3 separate regions of the Mus musculus genome follow, and all the other regions are linked to region 2. A link is a contact called in public Hi-C and HiChIP or PLAC-seq data. All regions are on one chromosome and are shown on one strand. The core of a region is the stretch at or near the end of the contact, and the rest is flanking DNA. Distances in the headings are between cores, read along the strand shown. Region 1 has its middle 17 kb from the start of Gm39478. Region 2 overlaps Gm34418 (a long non-coding RNA gene). Region 3 overlaps Tnrc6c (trinucleotide repeat containing 6C).

Evidence for each region. A called contact is a pair of places that touch in the nucleus more often than the background predicts. HiChIP or PLAC-seq counts read pairs in DNA pulled down with a chosen protein or histone mark.
Region 1: a contact with region 2 is called in a Hi-C map of cortical neurons, with 2.7 times the contacts expected there. The contact joins two enhancer-like sites. A contact is called at or near these places in 2 of 39 promoter capture datasets (hippocampal neurons and stem cell-derived epiblast-like cells), 2 of 484 Hi-C or Micro-C datasets (cortical neurons and embryonic stem cells), 1 of 115 datasets of contacts at active chromatin or transcription factors (pancreatic cancer cells) and 2 of 9 other capture datasets (adipose tissue and pancreatic islet).
Region 3: an H3K27ac HiChIP or PLAC-seq map of embryonic stem cells shows a contact between it and region 2, with 11 read pairs. The contact joins two enhancer-like sites. A contact is called at or near these places in 9 of 39 promoter capture datasets (the C10 cell line, cranial neural crest, embryonic stem cells and 6 more), 1 of 484 Hi-C or Micro-C datasets (embryonic stem cells), 11 of 115 datasets of contacts at active chromatin or transcription factors (craniofacial prominence, embryonic basal ganglia, embryonic forebrain and 5 more) and 2 of 9 other capture datasets (adipose tissue and pancreatic islet).

The regions. Positions count from the first base shown.
Region 1 is chr11:117,247,516-117,250,738 of GRCm38.p6, forward strand. It overlaps a transcript of Septin9 not described here. Among named protein-coding and RNA genes, the nearest start is that of Gm39478, 17 kb to the right of the region's middle. Within about 2 kb of position 1,591, at least 81 of the 459 cell types and tissues checked have an H3K27ac peak or open chromatin away from gene starts, as enhancers often do. A contact at or near this core is called in cortical neurons and hippocampal neurons, where this site is marked.
Region 2 is chr11:117,477,801-117,480,767 of GRCm38.p6, forward strand. It overlaps Gm34418 (a long non-coding RNA gene), which reads right to left. Exons shown (of 2, transcript XR_389180.4): 2 at 1,772-2,264. Among named protein-coding and RNA genes, the nearest start is that of Gm34418, 3.8 kb to the right of the region's middle. Within about 2 kb of position 1,256, at least 108 of the 459 cell types and tissues checked have an H3K27ac peak or open chromatin away from gene starts, as enhancers often do. A contact at or near this core is called in cortical neurons, embryonic stem cells, hippocampal neurons and 1 more, where this site is marked.
Region 3 is chr11:117,684,085-117,687,427 of GRCm38.p6, forward strand. All of the region lies in intron 1 of Tnrc6c (trinucleotide repeat containing 6C), which reads left to right. Among named protein-coding and RNA genes, the nearest start is that of Tnrc6c, 31 kb to the left of the region's middle. Within about 2 kb of position 2,072, at least 122 of the 459 cell types and tissues checked have an H3K27ac peak or open chromatin away from gene starts, as enhancers often do. A contact at or near this core is called in embryonic stem cells and stem cell-derived epiblast-like cells, where this site is marked.

The DNA.
Region 1 (3,223 bases), core at 341-2,840, 230 kb before region 2:
TGACTGTAGACGAGATGTTGTCTCAGATAATAACAGAACTGAAAACAAAAGCCCATAGATTCTCACTGACCCTGGCTCCCCAAGATGCTATGAGGTTCAGGGAAAGGAGCTGAACGGCCCAGTGGATCTGGGGTGGTCATGTGGGGCCCCACATGTGCCAGTGGCCAGCTGCTCTAGTTGTGACGTGGGAAAGATCCACTAATTTTTCCTGACCAGTGCTGGGGTGGACAGCATGTGACTTTAACCGTGAGATAAAACTGGGAAGGCAGGGTTTGTGTGGGGACTGCCAGATAGTGGGATACGGAGCAGCTGATTAAGACATCAGGATCATCCTGTGAACGTTCTGAGGACAGAGCCTGAAAGGAAGGTGTAGGCAGAGCTGGCTGCTCTGGGAGGACCTGAGGGATGCACCTTGGGGTAGTGGCCAGGAATTCTTGGCATTTCTTGACTGTGGCTGTATTACTCCTGTTTCTGTTCTGTTTCATCTGGCTTTCTCCATCTGTCTGTCTGTCTGTCTGTCTGTCTGTCTGTCTGTCTCTGTCTCTTTCTCTCTCTGTGTCTATGTGGAGCATATATGTATCTGTATGTGGCCAAGTATGTTTGTGTGTCTGTGTCTAAGTTACCCTCTGCCTTCTCTGGTTGTTGGGTCAGGCCCTCCCAGTCTAGCACACCCTCATTTTAACTCCATGCTAGCCACAGATATCCTACTTCCAAATGAGCTCACAGCCACAGGTACCAGGGGCTCAAACCTGAACTTGTGGTACGGGGTCACAGTCTGACCTTTTATAGAGGCTCAGTCCTAAGAGAGGATGTGTTGGGTTGATTGGGGCCCAGGAAGGACCCACTGTGGCCACAGAGCTTGGGAGAGTGTCTGTCAGGGTCATGGGATGCTGAAGGAAATGAAGCGTTATAGTCACTATAGCCACAGGCTTGGAGGACTGTCAGGTAGAGGGTGAGCCTTTGAGCTCCCCCAAATACCAAAGCAACCCTAGAAACTTGGAATGTTCTGGAAAGTGTGAAAACCGTGATTTTTCTCTCCATTTTCACTTACCATCAATGACTAGCATGTCTCATGAAGTAGTGAGTTGCTGGTGTCTTGGAGTTGCAAGGAAGGGCGATGTGGCTGCTGTGGATGGCTGAGAAGATGGGACCTTAGAGCAGCTGCTGATACAATGAGCCTCCTAGCTTAGAAGAGTTTGAATTACCAAGTGTCCGTGAACTGAAGGCTCCATATGCAGTGGGGCTCACTGCCAGGCCCCTCACGGGTCATCAGGTCCTAGTGTTGAGTCACCTAGTGCCCCTGTATTGGGAGGTCTGCATGCAGTGAGTGCTCCCTGCCAGGTCCTGAATCAGGCTCTGTCCTGTTATCTATCGCTCCTGCCTTTTCCTTTCAACTGCATGGGTGACAGGAAGTGTGCTGTCCTGGTTTCCATGGAGACAGAACCTCAGCTCCATTCAGTCTGAGGCCAGCTTTGGAAATTAAATACCTGACAGTTTCTGGGAAAGTGTGAGCAGATGGTTTAATGTGCGTAAGAGCACAGATATGCGTGTGACTTAGGCGTGCACATACGCACGTGCACGCAGTCATGAGCCTGGAGACGGAGCTGTTCAGGCTGAGGTCTCCCGAGCCCTGGGCCGATACTGTTCTCAGTGCTTAACAGATATTAACAGAGCTTCCTTTCATAATGAACCTTTGAAGGAGATAGTGTCCATCTGATTTTATAGAAGAGAAAACAAAGGCCCCCTAAGGGGCCAAAGGACTTGTCTTAAGGCCTGCCAGTCATTTTTTTCTCTCATGGCACAGTTGCTATCTTCTGTCTGGTGTGAAGCTGAGGCATCAAAGAAGGTTCTAGTAACCTCAGCCCTTTGTTTTGGGCTCAGCATCTAAAAAGTTAGCTTCTCCGAAGCTTCTGCTGGGCTCGCGGCCCCTTTCCAGCTGAATGATCCCGTATGTGGAGGTTGGGTTCACGCCCAGCCTCTCCAGCCTGGCTGCTGTCACACCATGCTGTTCATGGCCTATGCGCTAGCTTGGGAGGTGCACCTCTCTGTAGCTGTCAGGGAAGGAAGTGACCCTTGTGCAGGCCGTTTCTCCTCCCTGGATGTCTTAGGAAGAGCAGGCGAAGGGCTTACTGGCTCTGGCTGCCTTTTCTATGCCCCTCACCACGGGTGGACAAACCATTGATGATGGGTCACGTCTGCTGCAGCAAAGGGCCAGTGTCTGCTTGTTACACAGTCATCAGGGACGTTGATCCTGACCCTTTGTGCCACCGACCTTCTCAACCCCGACTGTGCCCTTCCAGTGGCATCTCACTGAACGTGGGCACTGGGCTAAAGGGAGGTGGTGTTTGAAGATCTGGAACCACGTGCTGGCTGCACAAGCTAACAGTGACCACGGTTCCCTCCCTGATCTGACCTCCAAACACTGGGTTCTTACCGTGATACAAGGACAGGACGGGATCAAGATGGTGTTTTGTGGCTTAACTTAATGTAATTAAAATTGTCTTGAGACAAGGTTTCTGTAAGTACAGGCTGGACTAGAAGTCTTGACAGCTCTCCTGCCCTTGCACGCCGGGATTACAGAGATAAGGCACCGTGCTCGTCTTAAGACCAACCAACTTTATCTGCTTATCTACCTCCCTTCCTCGCTCTTTTCCTTTCCTCCGCTCTCCCCACCCCCTTCGCCCTCTCTTAGTCTCACATAGGCCAGGATGGCCTTGACCTCCCATGTAGCTAAGGATGACACTAAACTTCTGATCCTCCTGCCTCCTCCCGGGTGCTGGGGTTAGAGGTATGCGCCGTCATATCCAGTTTATGCAATTCTGAGGGTTGAGCCCAGAGTTCCATGTATGTTAGGCAAGCCCTCTACCAACTGAGTTGCATCCCCAGGCCTCAAGGTGGTTTCCGAGTTAGTAATCTGCATAACTGGTCATGCTTTGCCCTTTGTAGTTGCTCAGTAAAACACCGAGTGACTGACTCTGGGCTTCCCCAAGAATCCAAAGAGCTGAAGGCTTTGGCCAATCTGCCTGACTATACCCTATGGTCCAGTGTGTCCAGTGTGCCCCTTTGGGTGTCTGACCATGAGGACAGGAGTCCTCTGTCCCTCCCTGGACACTGACTCCATGTGGCATCAGGAACAGCTGGAGATGACCAGCATCCTCTGCCGTCAGGCTGGGCGCCAAATTCCCTGGCATGCTGTGTCGGTGATTGTCAGCCACATGTGTGG
Region 2 (2,967 bases), core at 6-2,505:
CACCAAGTGTCTTGCCTCAGCCCGTGTGTCTGTCTCAGTTGACATCGCTCTGCCCGTGTCCCGGAAAGCAGCAAGAAGCCATAGCACACCACTAGAAGGTTTTTTTGGTGCATTTCTCTCTATGGAGCCCTGACAAATGGAGCTCAACTATGCACTGTAAGACGGACCAATACATGCATGTCGTAAGTGAAGAATCCTTCATCACGTGTCCTTTCACATGCTTCCTTTAGCAGAACATCCTTTCACCTGTGTTTGCTTCGGCGAAATGTTCCTTTGTGTGTTTGCCCCAGCAAGACACCATCCAACACAACTGACTTTTCAAAGAACCCTTAAGTTTCCACTTCAAAACACAGTGGGCTGTTGAGCTCTGGGTGAAGAAAGTTACAGAAGTAATGGGGCAGGTCCTTCCCAGCCCTGAGCCTATCACTTCTGCAGGCTGTGTGTGCTCAGAAAACCATGCAGCTGAGATGGAGCTCAGGGAGAGGTCCTGGTGTGAACTGACTGCTGCTTTGGGGATACTGCTCCAAGAAGCCTCCACATCACTCCTAACCCAGGGAGCCAGGCCACGTGCAGAACATTTCCCTCTCTCCCCACTGCCTCTGAGCAGGAACATGAGGCGGCACCATGATCGCTAGCCTATCGCAGGCCATTTCCTGGGCCTTTGATCAACCTCAGTGGGGAAACCTCTAGGATACAGAAAAGGGCATCCAAACCCCCAGTTCCGTAGTCAACTCTCATTTCAATCAAGAGGCCCCAAGTTCACAGATTTAGATTCTTGGGAGCTGTGGTTTTTTTCTTCTTAAAAAATTGAGCTGCTGCCTTGCCTCTTTGAGGCCCCAGGAGTCTGAACAGAGATGGTTTCCAAATGGGTGGAGAGAAAGCGCCTGTGCCAAGCCCGAGGGACCTGGCTTTGGGATGGCTGATCTGCCATGTTCATCCCTGGATGGCTGTGAGCCAGGTATCTTCTGGCCAGGAAAGCCTCTGCCCTGAGCATCCTTCTGGCCCCAAGCCAGACCTAGAGCCCCTCCCTATTTGATGGCTAATGCTAAAGACTGGGCCAGGAAGTAGGCAGATCGCTTTTTGAGTTTTCCTTGGTTATCCTCTCAGGACACCCACTCAGCCTCCGTCCGTCCTATGGCTGATGGGGAACCTCCTCAAACCCTGAGGGATCCAGAGCCTTTTATTCTAGGGGTGCTGTGGGTAGAGGCATTTCCAGCTGCCCTCACTCCCTGGGCCCATCTTCTGCTGTTGTTCTTGCTGTGTTGATTTGCATGCCATTTTGCTTGTGGTCTCCATGGCAACCACCACCAAATGGCCTAGGGATAATGGAGGGGCTCTGGGTAGGGGAGGGGGAAGCCTCATGAGTGGTTTTGACTTCAAAAAAAAAAAAGAAAGAAAAGAAAACAGTGATTCCGCAGCGCAGCGTGCCTGGCAGAGGGGCAGCCCTTCCCCCGCCTGCAATCCCTCAGCGCCCCTCACCCAAGGCTTCTTTCTAACTTGTGAGGGGGAGGGAGGCAGTATCCTGGAACAGGAGTCCTTGCATCTGGCTTCAGAACAATGGGAAGAATCAGGGAAAGCAGTGGCGGCCAGAGGAGGGAACCCTTGGGGGCAACCAGCGCCTTCTGGAACCATCTGCAGCTTCCAGAACAAATCTCCAGCCGGCAGCTCTCCTGCTCCGGCCATCTTTGCTCTCCCTCTTGCCAGGTCCCTCCACCCTTCCCAAATCTCCTCTCCACAAGGAAAGAGAGAAAAATAGAAGCATGACTTCATGTCTCAGGGCCTGGCTCCTGGGTGGAGGATCTAGAGGAGTTTAATTGTTCGCATATGTCCAGCTCTAGCCCTTCACAAAATGTGTTCAGGGCCGTGAGCTGCAGCGGTTGAAAAGCTGGGGAGATAGCACGGGGATTGTTGGGCTTAAAGATGAGCAGACTACAGCTCAGGGCTGTGAGTGCGGCACAAAGAGGGGGACCCAGGCCAGCTCTATGGAGGGCTGGAAACCAGCCTCCGATTTATGTTCGATGCACTTAAGTGGACCGAGCTTTCTTCTCTTCATCCATTCCGTGCGTTTCTCAAGCTAACTTCTCTCCTGCTGCCAAGGCTCTGTGGGTGCTGGAGGTGAGCTCCTGCCTCCCTCCGACCCATAGCCCCGTAGAGCTTGGCCCTGTTGCTGCCTGAGGCCAGTGGCTGGCCTGACGCCATCTCCTTGCTCTCTGAGTCGCTCTGCTCTTTCATGGCTCTTCTCTCCTTCCAAGGTGCAGCGGTTCCTTGAAACATCCGGATCATCCAATAAACATCTTTACAACAAGAGACCACACCTGCCCCAGACAACAGGAAGCCCCACAGGACAGCTGACCCATGATAGTCACTAAGAACCGTGGGAGCTGAGGCTACCCCCTTCCCCACCCCCCCACCCCCCCACCCCCCCACCCCCCACCCCCCACCCCCAGCATAGAAGCAGTCATCTCTTGGATGGATCTGGAGTCATGGAAAGTTTTTTACCTGCTTCCCCAGGGTGGCGCTGCTTGGCTCTGGGTTGGATGTATTGGGGCAGGTGGCTGAGCCTCACTTGTTTGGACTTTGGGGAGCAGAGACTAACAATGAACTGGTAACAACCAACCGCACAGTGCAAATGCAGCACACTGCCTAACATAAGACAGAGGGAACCACAACACATGGCTTGCGGAGCTGGGCGAGCACACACTGCTATTCCTTCATGAGAGGATAAACTGGGGTCCAAGAGAGTCTAAGCGGGCTCAACCCCCAGCACCACATGAACTGGGCATAAAGTAATTATGGCAGCACAGGTCTATATTCCCAGCACTGGAAAATAGAGGCAGGAGGAGCAGAAGTTATAGGCTGCTATCCTCGGCTACAATCAAGTTCAAGGCCAGCCTGGGATACATGATTAATCCTTGACACAGCAACAAATGGAATCCTAAGAAATACACAAGGCAGAGAGGAGGGAGG
Region 3 (3,343 bases), core at 822-3,321, 210 kb after region 2:
AACTGTTCTGGAGCATATATATTTGCTTATTTTTTTATTTTTTTATTTTTAAAGATTTATTTATTACATGTAAGCACACTGTAGCTGTCTTCAAACACTCCAGAAGAGGGTGTCAGGGCCGGGCGTGGTGGCACACGCCTTTAATCCCAGCACTTGGGAGGCAGAGGCAGGTGGATTTCTGAGTTTGAGGCCAGCCTGGTCTACAGAGTGAGTTCCAGGACAGCCAGGGCCACACAGAGAAACCCTGTTAAAAAAAAAAAAAAAAAAAAAAGAGGGCGTCAGATCTTGTTATGGATGGCTGTAAGCCACCATGTGGTTGCTGAGATTTGAACTCAGGACCTTTAGAAAAGCAGTCGGTGCTCTTAACCACTAAGCCATCTCTCCAGCCCACCGTTGCTTATTTTTTGGGCTGGAAAGATGGTTCAGCCTTTAAAGGCTAGGCTCCAACCAAAAATATTTTTAAGGCAAGCCCTCAGCTTTAAATGTTTCTAGATCAAGGAACAGGTTGGAGGGTGTTATCATCTCTTTTTATATTTGATTTTTTTCCTTTGCATAGATTGTCATCAAGCTATTTCTGCTCAAGTCTTGTCTGCCTCCTGCCTCTCCCAAATTAGAATCCAGTTTGAGTACGTTTTAGCTTAATGACTCCTGAAGCTGAATGTCTGGGTTAACAGCCCTTCTAGTTCTCAGAGTTGCAGGGGCTTTGAATAGACATGTCCCCTGGAGACACCATGTTGATGGCTTGCCGCAGGCTTGCTTCATCACTTCAGTGACTGGCCTGAGGCTGTGGCGCTGGGCTTTGTCCTTTTTCTTTCACAATGGTGAAGGGAGAGCCTTTCCCGAGGCAGCCAACATGTCAGGAGTTCTAGAAATGATACCGATTCTACAGAGCTGCTCTCCTCTCTCTGCCTGCTGGTTTCTAGTCTGGGCAACCTCTATCTAACCAAAGTCAGTTTTTGTTCTGTGGTGATAGCTAAATTCAGTTTGTAGTTTTATATACTCTGACTTCATTCATCATTTAAACACATCTGTAATTCAGTTTTATCGTTTTATATACTGACTTAATTCATTCATCATTTAAACACATCTGTGAATTTGTTTATTGGTGTAATAGTATTTTTAAACTTTCCAGTTCATTGGCAGGCTTTGAAATAAGCTGTCATTTGAAGGTTTCTCTATCAGTCAAGAGAAAACAAACATGTAGTCATGTGAACAAGGAAAAGAAGCCTGAAGAGTCAGTGTAGCAAGGGTTAGAGTAGGAAGATGAGCTCCCTGTAAGAGGCCACATCACTGGGAAGGACATGGCAAAAAAAGTCAATGAGGTGTCTGCCATGTGGACCCAACCTGCCAGAAAGTTACAGTCCACCATGAAAGCAGTTCCTGGGAGTCCCACATGTGTGCTTAACAGGAGCCTGCCTTGGAGCACCAGTTGGGAGGTATAAACTTTCCTCTCCGCTTCTCTCCAGCTCCCTCTGCCAGAGAAGTTGGACCTCATGCCAGCTGGTGAGGGAAAGTAGTTAAACGTCACAGATCCATTTGCACAAAGCAGGCAGGAGGCAGAAGTTGGCATTATAGGTAGTAAATGAATAACCAGCCAGTTCCTACCTCAGCAGCAGGAAGTGCTGGTCATGGGTATATAGTGCATGTTGTCAGATTTCCCAGCGAGCAGTGAGATTCTGTCATTGTTAGTAACTGAACACTGTAGCATACACAGCAAGATGAGCCAGCAGAGTACTGACTCTCAAAAATTAGTTGGGGTTTCCTTTGTATTACTAGGTGTTGTGCTATACAAATTTAATCACTCAGGAGGCAGAGACAGGGCTCTCTGTGACTCCCACCTTGGGGCTGTTGCTAACATTGGTTTTCTTTAGGATTCTTAAGTTACATGTGATAGAAAATAACAATTTAGGGAAGAACAAAAACTGACTTTGGTTAGATAGAGGTTGCCCAGACTAGAAACCAGCAGCAACCCAGAAGTCCTGTGCAGCTACCCCTGGTGGACAGGGGACAGACATCCTGCAATGCAGGTGTGTTCCCTGCCGGCTGCTGCCTCCCTTCCATCCTAACAGCCTGATGTAGCTCAAGCTTTTCTCTCTCCCTTAGAGGGCAGGCTTGTGCACTAGGCTCAAGTCTGCGTTCTGGACTTAGGCCACGCCCCTACAGGTGGAGTTCAGCCTTGTGTTTCTTGGTTTCTTTTTCTCTAAGTTGCCTTCATTTTGGGATCTCTGGCTGAGAGCACAGCTTCTAGCCGCTAGTTCTAGATATTCGTGTGTCAAGCCATCCCTGAGCCCAAGCACTGTCGTCCAGGTAACGCGCTGCCTGTGGATTAGCCACACCCAGAATGCTTCACTGAAGCTACTGTGCTTCAGAGACTTTGAATTGAAGGGGCTCTGTGAGGGAAATAGAGGTGCAGTTCCCAGTTCGGAAGGAAAGGGTGTGGTGTGTGTAGGTGATCACCATAGTTTACAGAGGAAAGCCTGCAAAAATGAAAGGCAGATTTCTGAGGCCAGCCTGGTCTACAAAGTGATTTCCAGGGCAGCCAGGGCTATACAGAGAAACAAACAAAAGCTACACAACAGATGACAGGAGACAAGCCTCAGAAAGATGTGTGTCTTAGGAAGGCAGTAGGGGGCATTGTTTCTAAAGTCAGATAAACTGAGAATTGCTGCTGGGATCTGTCTTGCCTTAGTAGTAACTCTTAACAAGTGAATCTTGAATCTGAAGCCCTCTTAAACCAGGTGGCAGTAAGACAGGCTTTCTTTGGAAAGCTGGAGACCACTGTTCAAATCTCTGACTCTTCTTCATGTTCCAAAGTAAAAGTCACAGTTGTTTCTAGACCATTCCATTCTGTGGGCACAGGCTCTAGGTTGAGCCCTGCACTCCTGGGCTCTGGTCTAGCTGGGGCTGCCTGGCTTGGCTCGGGGAGTGGGTGTGACCCTTGGAGGGTGTTGACCTTGCACTGCTGTGCAGTTGAACCAGAGGTAAGCCCACCCTGTGACAGTTGCTACCAGAGCTGGGAGAATTCCTTTCTTGGATGAACACCACCCCCCAGCCCCCAGGCATCACACCATCCCAGCTAGCTCCTGGGATCCCCCCTTCTACTGAGAAAACTGGTTTCTGTCCACTTTAGCTGCCTGGGCCATCTTTACTACAACACAGCTCTGAGGGCGACGTAGACCCCGGTCAAAACTTGAGAAAAGATAGAGATGAGAAAGCCGCCTTCACACAGGTTGAATTCCTAACTCTCAGCTGCTCTTTCGAAAGTCCTCATAATTGTGCTTACTCCTGCTTATATTCTGTATTTTATTACACTTTGTCTAGTGTCATTGTAAGTCAGCAAGAG